5 separate regions of the Mus musculus genome follow, and regions 1, 2, 4 and 5 are each linked to region 3. A link is a contact called in public Hi-C, HiChIP or PLAC-seq, Micro-C and promoter capture Hi-C data. All regions are on one chromosome and are shown on one strand. The core of a region is the stretch at or near the end of the contact, and the rest is flanking DNA. Distances in the headings are between cores, read along the strand shown.

Region 1 (2,700 bases), core at 139-2,638, 130 kb after region 3:
GTCTGTGTGTGCATGGGTGCATATGTGTGTGTGTGTATGTATGTTTGCACACACGCATATGTCGAGGTTATTAAGAGTGTGTTACAGGTCCCCTAAAGCTGATGTTACAGGTGGGTGTGAACCACCTGATGGATTCTTCACTGGTGTCATCTCCCAAGCCCCAAGACGGTACAGAGTTGTCATTCAAGCGTCTAGAAGTTGAGAGAACGTCTTGGCCCTTTTAAGGACACTAAAGGAGGTCTAATTAAGAAGCACAGTGTTTTCCCCAAGTTCTATCTTGCTGAGCCTCTGTAATTATCTCAGCTTTACATGTAGAAACTGGACAAAGCCTGAACGCAGCAGTAGGACTTGAAATCACACCCCACACTACAGAAGACATGCTACACTTCGGAGTGGTCTTCCTAACTATTCATTTCTCAAACTTTTCCTAACAGTACATACACACTCGCATTTTTCGTTTTCTAAAGAACTCTAAACAGTACAGGGGCTTAACGAAGCATGCCATACCTTGGACCTGGCCCCTTAAGTTCCTTTAGCTGTCTTTCTGAATACAAAATCTTGGTTAGGGCAATTGTTCGGTCCTATCCAATCTGCTCAGGCATGCTTCCGAGTACTTATGTTCCTAGGTCCACATTTATGGATTTCGGAGTTTTACACCCAGTTGTGAGAGAGAACACATGTAACCTCACAAGCTAAATAGTCAAGTTAGTAAGAAGCAAAGCCTTTCCGTTCAGAAGACACACTGGCTTCATCCACTTCGAGGGCCTGAAAGCAGGAAAGAGCACCCTGGTGGACCAAGAAGCCAGACCCTAGCCTAGGGGAGCATCCTGTCTGTGTCCAGCCAGCAGGGCTTGCGATCTGGACAAGGAAGGGGCTTCCCCTTTCCTCGGGCTACTCCTGCACCCCGGCATCCCCCACCCTCTGCCTCCGTGCACGCTCTTTCCCAGAGAAGGTGTCCTGGACCGAAGGCCTCTGCAAGCTCAGGCATTGGGCAGGTCTGCCCTGACACTCAGGCTCCCCAGCAGGAAGGAGCGCGTCCCTCAGCGCTGCCCGCAGCCCCAACACACTCGGCTGGAGGCCGCGTCCGGGGCGGATGGTGAGCGTGCTGGCCGGCGCCGAGCCCAGGCGCGGCCCGCGGGGACACCCGGGACACTCTGACGTGAAGGTCACCCCGGGGAGGCCGGGTCCCGAGATGCCCGCTCACCATTCGCGCGACGTTCGGAGCACACCGCGGGAGGGTGGTCGCTTCCCCAGACACTGCAGCACCGGCGGACGGAACCCGCAGGAGGCGACGCGAGCGCGCGAGGAGACGGAGTGCGCGGTACATGGTGCTGCTGTACGGGGGTGGAAAGCTGAGCCTGAGCCACGCCCCCTAATACGTCAGATTCCGGCCACGCTCGTAACCAATCAAACGCCTCTTCCTGAGCATGTAGGACGGGACTAACCATGACTGGCCAATAATAACTAATGGGGCGGGTTGCCTTCCCTGGGCCTGTAGTATGGCTGTTTGAAGTCCTCGGGTTCACGGGAAACTAGTGCGGAAGGAATCATGGGAAAAGACAAGAGGCGGGAGGTCAGATCTTCCGACAATACTTCAAATGTGGCTGCTAGGAGGCAGGAAACTGGCTGAAGATGCCTGTAGTACTAGGTCCGTGAGACAGCCTAGAAAGAACATGTTATCAAGTTAATATTTATCCTGCAACCACCCATGACGTGCAGCTGTATGAATCCGTGTCTCAAATACTTATCTTCCTAGAAAGTGCCTCAAATTTTAAACAAGGAAGTAGTAATCAATTATCCCACAATGCTCCTAGTTGTCATTTTGGAGTCAATTTTCCTGTCATTTTTTTAAAAGATTTATTTTATGTCTATGAGTACATTGTAGCAGACTTCAGACTCACCAGAAGAGGGCATCAGATCCCTCTTATTGTGATGGTTGTGAGCCACCCTGTGGTTGCTGAGAATTGAACTCAGGACACCTGGGAGAGCAGTCACTGCTCTTTACCACTGGGTCATCTCTCCAGCCTTTTCCTCTGTCTTTTAACATGTCCTCTGATAACATTTATAATGTGTCCACATTCCTTGGGATTTTTCATCTCTGATTTTCTTTGTGGTTACAGGCTAGGGAAAACATTGCTTAAATGATGCCAATGGAAAAAGAGTAACTGATAAAAAAAATTGTGTCTCTTCTTTTAATTTTCTAATGCAGAATCAGAAGACAGTTAAAGAGGAAGTTCTTCAGGAAATGAGAGGCTTCAATTTATAGCCTCAGCACTCTAGATGCCACGGTAGGGAGGAGTTGAATTCAAGAATAACCTTGGCTTCATAGTGAGCCTGACACAAATGCACTGTTGACCTGCAATCTTCACACTTGAGAAGTGCAGGTAGGAAGAATAGTAGTTCAAGGCCATCCTTGGCTACACAGGGAGTCTGAAGCCAGTGTGGGATACAGGCCACCCTGTCTCAAAATAACACAAATGAAATAAAATAAGTAAGAATAAGACTAATAGCTGAGCTAAATCAATTAAACCAGTACCGGTGGGTTTTCAGACCTCAGTATCTAGTTCTTCCCTCTCTCAACTAATGGCTGAGAAATTTTTAGAGTAGTTGGTGAAAGGTAGAACCAAATTTTCTTTAAAAGTTAGGTTAAGGGGAAAAAGACAAAGCAGTAAGATAAAGTACAATCATATAAAGCAGTGT
Region 2 (2,700 bases), core at 67-2,566, 130 kb before region 3:
ACTTATTTTCAAGGCTAAATTGTCAAATCATTTATGAAGCTAAGCTCAGGCAAGCCAATGTAAGAGAAGCAGAACTAAAAGAAGATCTAACCTTCATCTCTATATAAGTTTGGTGGAAAAGAAAAAGTCAATGTTTATAAAATATAGAGATTAGGATTTGGAATAGGATATTAGAGAACTATATTAATTAAACCAGTAATGGTATGGTGCATCTCATGTGAAGAACAAGAACTTTACAAGTTGCAAAAGAAGGAAAAAGAGAAAGCAAAATCTAGTTTAATATCATAAATTCAAAAGATACATGATTTGATAATGCATTACCGTTTTTAATTGTTTTCAATAATCAAGTCTTTATATGATAGTCATATTCCTCTTAAACTAATTGGGTTTTAGAAACATGTTCCCATCAACTAGAAAGTGCCCTCTCATTGGCAATCATATTTGGAGGATGAAGGATGTAGTTTTCTGAGAAAAGTCCTCCCAGTGAAGGACACAGTATGCATCATGTCCTTGTCCTAGGTTGATGCTCTATAAATCCTGTCTGGCACGTACAAGCTTTACTGTGTAGCCACAAAGCTCAGGTCTACATTGCTGGCTTCTGATCAAGGTACCTGATTCCAGAAGGAGCATGTGGCCCAAACATAAAGAAACAGATCCTGGGAATTCAGATTAAATCATTTCAAAGGTAAAGTTTTCACATAGGCAGATGGTAGAATAGGTGCTTACAATGAATGTGGCCATCTGGTCAACCTTAAAAATTATAATGGGGGTGGCAGGCTGAAGAAATGCTTAATGATTAAGAGAAAGCACTGCTCTTGCAGATGACCTAACTTTGGTTCCCAGAACCCATGTAGGGGGGCTCCCAGTCACTTGTTCTCTGGCTCCAGGGATCCAATGCTTCTTGTCCCCAAGGACACCTGTGCTCACCTTTGAAGAAAGAGTGGAACCAGATGGCAGAGTCTTGATGACTTCATTTCAACCTGAATCCAGCAATCCTGATGGCTACTGCTCAGCTTTCCGTTATTATTTGACAGTGTAATTACTCTCAATTGCCCGTGAGACATTCCACTGAGGTGGAATTACAGAATGAGTATTTGTGACCCTAGAATCCCTACCTATAGTCACTACCCCCAGGGTGGCTCCAGTTGCAGGAAAGGCTCTAAGGGAGTAATTAAGGATAAAGGAAGTCAGAGGGCAGAACCCTGGTCCCACAAGACCGGTGGCCTAATAAGGAGACACTCCAGAGAGTGTGAGCTGCCTTCAGTTTTCCACAGGCAGGAGGAGAGGCCATGTGAGGACAGTGACAGAGCAGGCAGGCAGCCTTCACTAGAAAAAAAAAAATGCACATTCCAGCTTGTTGATCGCGGGCTTCCTGCTTCTGACATGGTGTGAAAATAAACGCCTGCTGTTAAGCAGTGGGATTTTCTTTGCAGTAGTACCAGCAGCCAAGTAGAGTTCAGGTCACTTAAAATGGTGAGTCCTGAGAAATCCAGGATGAAAGGTTCAAAGAGAGATGGCCATTGTGACCTTGTCACACCAGTTCTCTCTGCCAACACCCTTCCCTCCAATTAAATCCCAAATGACTCCAAAGGGCTTGTAACAGGGGCAACAAGAGACTCCACAACAATGGGAAAAGCACAGGAAAAAAAAAAGCCACTCACAGGCACTTTCTAAACTTTCATTTTTACCTTTTCAGATGTTTCTTTGCAGAAGCAAAGGTTTCAATAAAACCTAAAGGGCTGAGCAATACCATGACTGGCAGCAGTTATTGATTTAACCATGCATATATCAAGCCTAAAATAATTACCTTTTGCTCAACCCAGACCCCTATCAGACCAGGCCATTGGAGACCATTTTAAACTTGGCACAAAAAGCTAACAGCAAAAAAATGTCAATGACCAGCTCTCCACAACAGGATATACTTTCAGGCAATTTTCAAATGTCCAGAGTCTGAACTTCCACTATAGTTATCTATGTTGGCTAGATTTCTGTTGCTCTAACAATGCCCACCTTCAGAGGAAGAAAAGATTTTAGACCATGATGACTTATCTTTGTTGCTTGGTTCTATGGCTACATCATATATCACAGTGGGATCACATGGAAGAAGGTCTATGTTCATGTTATAGGCAAAAAGGGAAGAGACAGCTACCTAACCTCTTTCCACTTAGGCCCCGTCCCACTTCCCAATAGCACCACAGGTTGGGGAAACTAAACTTTTAACTCAGGTGCGCCAAACTTTCTTGAAGCAATGGTTGTAAATTGAGCCTGATACAAGATCAACTGGAGAGGTGGTTCTCAACCTGCAGGGGTCACAGACATTCTGGATATCAGATATTTATGTTAGAATTCAGAATAGTAGCAAGAGTACAGTTATAGGAAGCAATGAAATAATTTTATGGTTGAGGTCGCCAGAATATGAGGAACTATATTAAAGGGTCACCGAATTAGGAAAGTTGAGAACCATGGGACCAAGATTTAAAGTGTCTGAGGCTAACGTTACTACTAGACTAGGGAACCATTCTTGAGACCTCTGATTAAGAAACTCAGGGCAGGGATATAACCCACCACACAAGTCCATCTCCCAGGTCTCCTCCAGTGACAGGTCTCCTTGCTGTGTTTCATCCACATATCTCTAGCTACAACCCATACCCAGTAGATGTGAGGATGGTCTGGCTTAGGTGCCACAAGCCTCCATGTTTT
Region 3 (2,700 bases), core at 13-2,512:
ACCTTCATGTTCACAGTACCCAAACCACGGGAAGAATTCTTTCATTTCTGGGATGAGGAGAACACCAGACATGGAGTTTTTCTTTTTTAAAGAAATACAAAGGCAGAAGTTTACATCTGTAGTAGCCCCAGGAAATCTCAACAGACAACCTTCCAGTTCGAAATAGTCAGCTAGCTAAGGTTTTTGTGGACTTCATTTTGTGAATACTCTCTTTTTAAAAGTATTAGGTACTTACTTAAAAACCCCATGGTTGGCACTTCCCTAATACCCACTGTTCTCCCTGGATACTTGCTGCTCCACTTGATGCGGTTCTCCCCAAAGGGCAGAAAGCCAACACCCGCTGCAGCCCACTTTCTCCTAGTAGCCAGCTAGTTTCCCATGGCAGGCGCGACAGAGGCCCCTTCCCCACAAGTGTTCTTTTCAGGCACATGTTTGTTCTCCATTTCTTGGGCTCCCCACACAGCCTGGGCATACATAGGCTTTTCCACTTTCACCTGCTTTCACTGCCAGCCCATGGCTCCTCTGTGCTCCCACCTCGGTGCGCTAAGTCTGGACCTGATCCTGACTAATCTTTGGAAGAAAGCTTCCAAATTAGGTCCAAGCAACCCAAGGCTGATGGGAAGTCAAGCCTTGAGCAATCACCTGGCTCACCTCCGAGAGCAAGCTAACTGCACAAGCCTGGAACAATCAGCCAGAAGAGCAGAGAAATCTGGGTCCCAGCTCATCCTGCTCGGCCCTTGCTCTCGGAGGCAGCAAATGGCAGGCAGCCTTGCCCCTCATCCAGGCACTGGCCACACCGGGCAGCAGTTTCAGCACCGTGGACCGCGGCGTGCGCAGCGCCCCAGCCCGGCCGGCCGGGCGCGCCACTCATTGGGGACCGTGACTCCCGTCGTCGCAGGGCGAGGACCGGGTGCGGGACCAGGGGTCCCGGGGACTCCAGGTGGCGCCGCCTCCTCCCCTTCCGCTCCCTCCGGTTACCTCCTCGGCCAAGGTCACGGCCCCGCGGCTCCCCTCCGGGTGTGCTGAGGGCAGGCGCTGTCAGCTGGCTGCGAGCGGAGCTGCGAGGCAGGGCAGCCTCATCACACTCGCGCTGCTCAGGCCACCGCCACCCTCGCCGCGGTGCACAGGCGGCCCCGGCAGCCGCCGCTCGCGCCCGCTCCCCCGGGCCGCCTCGCTCGTTCCCTCCTCCGCTTCTCCTCCCGGGGACTGGGACCAGTCGAGCGCGCGCGGGAGTCGAGACGCCTGGCCCGTGCGCGCGCGACTGGGAGGAGGGAGGAGGCGACAGTCACGTGGGACAGGGACGCCCGAAGGTGCCGGCTCGGACGGGCTCGGCTTCGCCGCCGCCACACCCCTGGGTGTCCCCGGCCTCCCGACCCCGCAACCCCTCGGGAGCACAGGCCCTGTCCCCCGCGCTGGCAAGCCCACGCGCCGCCGCAGGCCTGGAGAGCCAAACTGAGCTAAGCAGGAGGAAGGGCTTGGCGGAGGGTGGGTGGATGGGTAGGTGGGTGAAAGGGTGGGTGAGTGGGTAAATGGATGAATGGATAAGGCCCCCTGCGGCTGGCAGGTCTGCATCGCGCTCCTGGCGACCCTGCTGGCAGAACTAGGGAAGCAAATGATTGATAATCCTTATGCTTAAGTAACAGCCCAGAGAGATGCTGGAATATCCCAGAAGTGAAAGCAATGGCCAGGACCAAATGACTCATTGGCAGGCCCCCTTCCTCACTCCAGCCTGTTTGCCCATGACTTTCACTGCCTCCTATTAAGTTGGAAATACCGGGAAGGAATTTGGAGGCCTCTACCAAAAGCGAACAATCTCACCACCTGTGACATTGAAGGCCCATGGCTGATGTCTGGCTGGTCTAACCTACTGGGCTCAGAGAAACTTGTCTTTAGTCCTTGTCCTCTACTGGGGTTCACAGAATCACAAAGGGTCTGGGGTTGCTGATACCCCGAACCCCAGAAATTCTTCAGGTTTCCGGCACTAATTTTTCAAGGACTGGGAAGACATTAAAGAAAAAAGTTTTTGTCCTCGTGAAATGTACCCAGCTTTCTGGGACATTAGGAAGTTGTGGGAATCTGAACATCTGAGAAGGCTTCCTCTATAGGACTGAGGATAAAGACGATTTAGCCAGTGTGATTTGTGTGTGTAGGCGGACTAAACCTAAGGCCCCTGCCAATGAGCTGCATCCCATTCACAACCCTCTCTACCAGCACCTTCGTTTGTTTGTTTGTTTGTTTGTTTGTTTTTCACTTTTGAGACAGCGTCCAACCAGGCTGGTCTTAAACTCAGTTTAGCCCAAACAGACCTTAAATTCAACATTCTCCTGCCTCAGCCTTCCAAACAGCTGGGATTACAAACCGGTGGCACCAGAATTGGCTATCCAGTGCCATCTGTGGCTGCTTCTCCAAGCAGGGTAAACCTTAATATAACTGCTATCCAAATATCTGTGGGTACCAGTCACGTTTCCAGCCTCACCCAGGCTCTTTCAGGTGTCATTCAAAGTAGCATTTATCTATCCGTACCCATGTTCTAAATACTACAGGATCACGTTCCCAGGCCAGGTTACCCACAGCCATGTCTGACTTCTCTCCCTACTTTCCATCAATTTCCCCAAATCTTTCCACTGTTAGGGAAATTCTCTTTGTTTCCATTCTCTCCTAATAGTTTCTTGGTGGTCTTACTCTAGCTGAAACCGGCTG
Region 4 (2,700 bases), core at 96-2,595, 200 kb after region 3:
TGTTTTTAAGGTTTGTGAAAGGGACTTTAAGCCTTAAGAAATATCCATTTCTATTTTAAATCGTTATACAAACAAAATCCCTAGGGGACACACACACACACACGTTTTTCCCAGGCTTAGAATACTGGATCAGTCAACCTTCAACCTGTCAATTCTCAATATAAATCTTCAAGAAAGCAACAAGTTCTACTTCAATTAAATGTACTGGCTGCCCTGCTAATTATGAGTTGGACTCCTTTGCGCCATTTGTAACCTCTGGTGTGACAGAACCTATGTACAGGAAATTAAAAAAAAAAAAAAGTCTCATCCCCTAGGAAGCATTCAACTGTTTATAATTGCTAACGAGTGAAAGGGGGTAAAATACTGCGTTATTTAGGATTCTACATGTCATTCTGAGGAACAAATACTAAATTTGTGAATTAAATCTCTCCTTGTTCTCGCCTCCACTGTTCAGGAGTTGACTTTTTTCTTGCATCTCTTGACTCTACAGGGCCTCATTTCTTTCTCCCTCTGTAAAGTCCACTGTGAGCTGCCCTGTTGAGAGCTACAGTAGGAAGTAAAAATAGATGAGGGGAAATAAGATGGCCAGCGGCAGGGAGACTTTGGAAAGTGCTACAGAGGCAGGAGGGGCTGGGGTTGGTGACTGGCTGGGAAGAAGGGTGTGTAAATCCAGGCAAGGAGGGAAACAGAGTTGGGGATGAAGACCAGATGAAAGGGAGAAGGGAGGCGAGGGTTGGGTATCTAAGGGAGGTTCTCGAGGAGAGAGAGGGAGTTGTGGGTGATGACTGGCTATCAGGGACGATCCCGGGGAGGACGGAGGCCCAGAGCTGATGTACCCGGGGGAAAGTTGAGAGGCAAGGAGAACGCGTCCCGGGCGACTCACCAAAGAGGCTGCCGCTAAACCCGTCCCACGCGCAGCCCACGGCGTCCCACACCCAGCCGTTCCGCAGGCACGACGCGAAGGTGAAGGTGACTCCGAACAGGGATACCAGCAGGTCGCCCAGGCTCAGGTTGACCAGGAAGAGGTGGGTGGGCGTGCGCAGTCTCGGGAACTTGGAGTAGAGAAGCAGCACCAGCAGGTTGCCGCCGACGCCCAGCAGCGCGAGGCAGCCGAGTAGCAGCGCCAGGCGCTCGTACGCGGTGGGGCTGAAGAGAGGCGCGGGGCTCCGCGTGCCCGCCGGTGCTGCGCCCTCGGCGCCCGCCCCGTCCTCCCAGTAGCCCTGGTCGCCACTACGGTTCCCCGAGTACATGGCCCGACGCCGGCGCGCCGTGAGAGAGAGGGCTCGGTGAGCCGGGCGGCCCGAACAGGGTGGATCTCACGCTCTGCGGGCCGCTCAGGCCATTGTGCCCGGGAGCCGCGCCAGGCCCGCCCAACCCGCGCGCACCCGAGGCCCCGCCCTTCGGTGCTAGGACCCCGCCCCACCGCATGAAACTCCGCCCTCCTAGCGTTCTTGCTATCCCACCCTCCCGCGTGGGTCCCGAGCCCCACTAGCTAGCACTTGCAGTCCCTCCCACGGGACCTCCCTGGAGGCCACGCCCTTCTACCTTGCGGCCTCATCCATACGGCAGCCGTTTTGGCCCCGCCCTCCTAAGACTCTTCCGCAGTCTGGCCTGCGGCTCCTCCCTCCCGGAATCTCCTGTTACCCCGCCCTCTGACTCACACCCTTGGCCCCGCCCTCCGGCATACAGCTCCGCCTTCTTAGAACCTCTGACCGCGCCTCTGAGCTGTGGCCCCGCCCTACTGCTTTAGCGGCCCGCCCCTTTTCCCCCCTCCCACCTCCCGGGCGCGTTCCCGCCCAGCAGAGGTGAGTTTCAGAGACCAGTGAGCTCTTGCTCTGCTTCCTTCACCCTTAAGCCGAGGTGGAAACCTGAACAGACTGTACAGAAAAAAAGAGAAAGTAAACTCCCTTACGGAGGTAAATTAGCCACAGCGGATCCTCACAGCCCTCAACGGACTCTAAAGCATCTCGTCCATTCACCCGTTAAGTCACTCACCCTAGCATACACTCATTCATAAATATTTATGAACGCCTGCGCTTAACTCAGTTAAGCATGCTGAATGAAATACTCTCTTTCCTGGGAAGCTATAATAACACCCACCCCCACCTCATACACCCAATAGAAAGAAAACAAAACACTGAAATGCCCGAAGTAGAGCGCCAGCGAAATGATCTCATAAACAGGGAACCTGACGTTAAAAACAAACAAACAAACGCAGCAGGCTGAGTCTCAACTACCTTAGAGCTGGAAGATATGTCCCAGCGTTTATGACAGTGTTCTGAGCTGCCACTCTCAGAGCCCCAGAATAAGGAAGGAAATAGCATCAGAGTGACACCCAAGTCACCCTTCCACTGGATCCCAAGCCTTCTCAGTCTGCAGTAGGTACACCTGATACACAATCCAGTCCAAATGCTTCTCTGGAGGTGATCTCTTGAGCAGTGCCCCGCCCCCTAAGGCTTCAATCCAAATCTAGCAGGTATAGAGAGGATATATTTAGAACAGCACGCATTTTCCACTGGACCTTTCCCCAGCAGCAATGCAAATATAGAACAAGTCAAATATAGATTGTGAACGTCACTTCTTTAGGCCTGCTTTCTCTGTCTCCACTGCAGTCCCCAACGACTACCCACGAGAGGAAAATGTCCCGAGCTGCATGCACCTGAAGATGTCATAGGCACTAATGACTGGTTTGTGGAAACT
Region 5 (2,700 bases), core at 199-2,698, 240 kb before region 3:
AGTTTCAGTGTCTCTGGTTTTATGTGAAGTTCCTTGATCCACTTAGATTTCACCTTAGTACAAGGAGATAAGTATGGATCGATTCTCGCATTCTTCTACATGATAACAACCAGTTGTGCCAGCACCAATTGTTGAAAATGCTGTCTTTCTTCCACTGGATGGTTTTAGCTCCCTTGTCGAAGATCAAGTGACCATAGGTGTGTGGGTTCATTTCTGAGTCTTCAATTCTATTCCATTGGTCTACTTGTCTGTCTCTATACCAGTACCATGCAGTTTTTACCACAATTGCTCTGTAGTAAAGCTTTAGGTCAGGCATGGTGTAATCCATTATATAAACAAACTCAAAGACAAAAACCACATGATCATCTCGTTAGATGCAGAAAAAGCATTTGACAAGATCCAACACCCATTCATGATAAAAGTTCTGGAAAGATCAGGAATTCAAGGCCCATACCTAAACATGATAAAAGCAATCTACAGCAAACCAGTAGCCAACATCAAAGTAAATGGAGAGAAGCTGGAAGCAATCCCACTAAAATCAGGGACTAGACAAGGCTGCCCACTTTCTCCCTACCTTTTCAACATAGTACTTGAAGTATTAGCCAGAGCAATTCGACAACAAAAGGAGATCAAGGGGATACAAATTGGAAAAGAGGAAGTCAAAATATCACGTTTTGCAGATGATATGATAGTATACATAAGTGACCCTAAAAATTCCACCAGAGAACTCCTAAACCTGATAAACAGCTTCAGTGAAGTAGCTGGATATAAAATAAACTCAAACAAGTCAATGGCCTTTCTCTACACAAAGAATAAACAGGCTGAGAAAGAAATTAGGGAAACAACACCCTTCTCAATAGTCACAAATAATATAAAATATCTTGGCGTGACTCTAACTAAGGAAGTGAAAGATCTGTATGATAAAAACTTCAAATCTCTGAAGAAAGAAATTAAAGAAGATCTCAGAAGATGGAAAGATCTCCCATGCTCATGGATTGGCAGGATCAACATTGTAAAAATGGCTATCTTGCCAAAAGCAATCTACAGATTCAATGCAATCTCCATCAAAATTCCAACTCAATTCTTCAACGAATTAGAAGGAGCAATTTGCAAATTCATCTGGAATAACAAAAAACCTAGGATATCAAAAACTCTTCTCAAGGATAAAAAAATGGTGTTTCTAAGAGGAAAAATAGTGTTTTCTTACTATGAGAGAAAAAACACCAGGATATAAAACTTTAAAATTGTTTCAAATCATTTAAAAAAACACACACAACAAAAAACCCACAGTTGTTGTTAGTTGCAAATAACTTTTATCACTGGGAACTGAGGAAGAAAGGCTGCATAAAAAGGTTAAGTAGCTCAAAACTTAGCTTTCAGGGGCCCAAGCTAGGCTGTGAGGGAAAAGGGTGGGAATTCTTTTGTCTTGTTGCCAAAAACTTTGGCACAGATGGTGCTTAAAGCTAGGGCAGAGTTTCACTCTCTTCCACGGCTCTGCACTCTGTACTCTTCTGCATCAGCTTTGCTTTCAGACAGATTTCATCTTCGTGTTTACACACACCAGATGACCAAACCACAAAGAAAAATCCTTCTGTTCATCATATAGATAAAATAAGAGGCACGAGGACCTGATGTACTAAGCATGGTCTCTCTCTCTCTCCCCATCCTTCATCCAGAGGACTAGTGTATCTCACAGAAATGCACAGAATGAAGCTGGAGTGAGATTATTACCAAAGAAACTCCCCCAAAACCATGTCATGTAAGTAGGAGGGCTTGTAATCCAGCAAACCCCACAGATAAAATCCATTTAAGATAATACAGCCTTTATCGTCAGCTTCAGACAAAATAAAAATTCTTTAAGTTCTGAGACAAGCCAAATTGCTTAGCACTTGAGAGCAGCTATTTTTGAATTATTTACTGTTCTCCCCACCACACCAGTCCCTGGCAACCGTTAGCATCCATCTCTTGCTAAAAGACCACCTGACCATAAAGTGGAGCAAAACAGCCAAGAATTGCTGCTGAAAGTGTAACATCGGTATTTTTAGCCTTGTGGTATTTGATCTTAATTGCTTTCAGGGCAGAATGACTTCAGTGAGGTTTGTCCATTTGAAGGCTGTCTTCAAGAGAAGGTGGAAAGGAATCAAATATTAAAGAAAACCTTCTCACTCTCCTTCAGAAGAGGAGAATTCTTTACATTTTTAAAGAAAATGCTAATTCTATTTTTAACTGCCTTCTGAGCTTTCTCAGGCTTAGGCTAAGATTCAGAGAAATAGGTCAGGTAGCAAAAAGCTTTAAAAGCAAAAGATTTTGCACATGGGGATCATTTTTAACCCTTGATTAGCAATGTTTGGATCTGGGGAAGAAGTTGGAGGAAAACAGATGTTCCACGTAGGTCAATCCAGGACTTGGTAGGCTTCAGGAAGGGTATTCATTATCAATGAAAAGAGCAGTCAAACATATGATCTCAGACTATGAATATAACTCATTGATAGAGCAATTTCCTAGCATGAGTAAGGCTCCAAGTTTGATCTTCAGTCTCTCTCTCTCTCTCTCTCTCTCTCTCTCTCTCTCTCTCTCTCTCTCTCTCTCTCTCTCTCACACACACACACACACACACACACACACACACACACTCACACCTGCACTTAGGAATATGTATAGATCACAAAAGTTGTCCTTCTAAGAGAGCCATCCATCAGT

The links. Promoter capture Hi-C pulls out the DNA fragments that hold promoters and counts their contacts. A called contact is a pair of places that touch in the nucleus more often than the background predicts. HiChIP or PLAC-seq counts read pairs in DNA pulled down with a chosen protein or histone mark.
Region 1: a contact with region 3 is called in a promoter capture Hi-C map of liver. The contact joins the promoter of Fh1 here to the promoter of Rgs7 in region 3. A contact is called at or near these places in 4 of 39 promoter capture datasets (cranial neural crest, embryonic stem cells, liver and 1 more), 8 of 484 Hi-C or Micro-C datasets (Sertoli cells, embryonic stem cells, nephron progenitors and 2 more), 1 of 115 datasets of contacts at active chromatin or transcription factors (astrocytes) and 3 of 9 other capture datasets (adipose tissue, liver and pancreatic islet).
Region 2: a contact with region 3 is called in an H3K27ac HiChIP or PLAC-seq map of heart atrium, with 3 times the contacts expected there. The contact joins the enhancer-like site here to the promoter of Rgs7 in region 3. A contact is called at or near these places in 2 of 39 promoter capture datasets (hippocampal neurons and trophoblast stem cells), 4 of 484 Hi-C or Micro-C datasets (cerebellar granule neurons, nephron progenitors, olfactory sensory neurons and 1 more), 1 of 115 datasets of contacts at active chromatin or transcription factors (heart atrium) and 2 of 9 other capture datasets (adipose tissue and pancreatic islet).
Region 4: a Micro-C map of embryonic stem cells shows a contact between it and region 3, with 9 times the contacts expected there. The contact joins the promoter of Opn3 here to the promoter of Rgs7 in region 3. A contact is called at or near these places in 6 of 39 promoter capture datasets (embryonic stem cells, hippocampal neurons, liver and 1 more), 4 of 484 Hi-C or Micro-C datasets (Sertoli cells and embryonic stem cells) and 2 of 9 other capture datasets (adipose tissue and liver).
Region 5: a Hi-C map of the N1E-115 cell line shows a contact between it and region 3, with 2.5 times the contacts expected there. The contact joins the enhancer-like site here to the promoter of Rgs7 in region 3. A contact is called at or near these places in 1 of 39 promoter capture datasets (hippocampal neurons), 1 of 484 Hi-C or Micro-C datasets (the N1E-115 cell line), 1 of 115 datasets of contacts at active chromatin or transcription factors (neural progenitor cells) and 1 of 9 other capture datasets (pancreatic islet).

What each region holds. Positions count from the first base shown.
Region 1 is chr1:175,624,247-175,626,946 of GRCm38.p6, forward strand. Fh1 (fumarate hydratase 1) reads right to left here and starts at 1,389. Exons shown (of 10, transcript NM_010209.2): 1 at 1,205-1,389. The coding sequence starts at 1,327.
Region 2 is chr1:175,358,920-175,361,619 of GRCm38.p6, forward strand. The region is part of intron 2 of Rgs7 (regulator of G protein signaling 7); the gene reads right to left. Among named protein-coding and RNA genes, the nearest start is that of Rgs7, 130 kb to the right of the region's middle. Within about 2 kb of position 1,317, at least 38 of the 459 cell types and tissues checked have an H3K27ac peak or open chromatin away from gene starts, as enhancers often do. A contact at or near this core is called in cerebellar granule neurons, heart atrium and pancreatic islet, where this site is marked.
Region 3 is chr1:175,491,283-175,493,982 of GRCm38.p6, forward strand. It overlaps Rgs7 (regulator of G protein signaling 7), which reads right to left and starts at 1,263. Exons shown (of 18, transcript NM_001347195.1): 1 at 979-1,263.
Region 4 is chr1:175,691,287-175,693,986 of GRCm38.p6, forward strand. It overlaps Opn3 (opsin 3), which reads right to left and starts at 1,346. Exons shown (of 4, transcript NM_010098.3): 1 at 884-1,346. The coding sequence starts at 1,250. It overlaps Gm39707 (a long non-coding RNA gene), which reads left to right and starts at 1,760. Exons shown (of 3, transcript XR_865748.2): 1 at 1,760-1,805.
Region 5 is chr1:175,253,458-175,256,157 of GRCm38.p6, forward strand. The region is part of intron 3 of Rgs7 (regulator of G protein signaling 7); the gene reads right to left. Among named protein-coding and RNA genes, the nearest start is that of Rgs7, 240 kb to the right of the region's middle. Within about 2 kb of position 1,449, at least 19 of the 459 cell types and tissues checked have an H3K27ac peak or open chromatin away from gene starts, as enhancers often do. A contact at or near this core is called in the N1E-115 cell line, hippocampal neurons and neural progenitor cells, where this site is marked.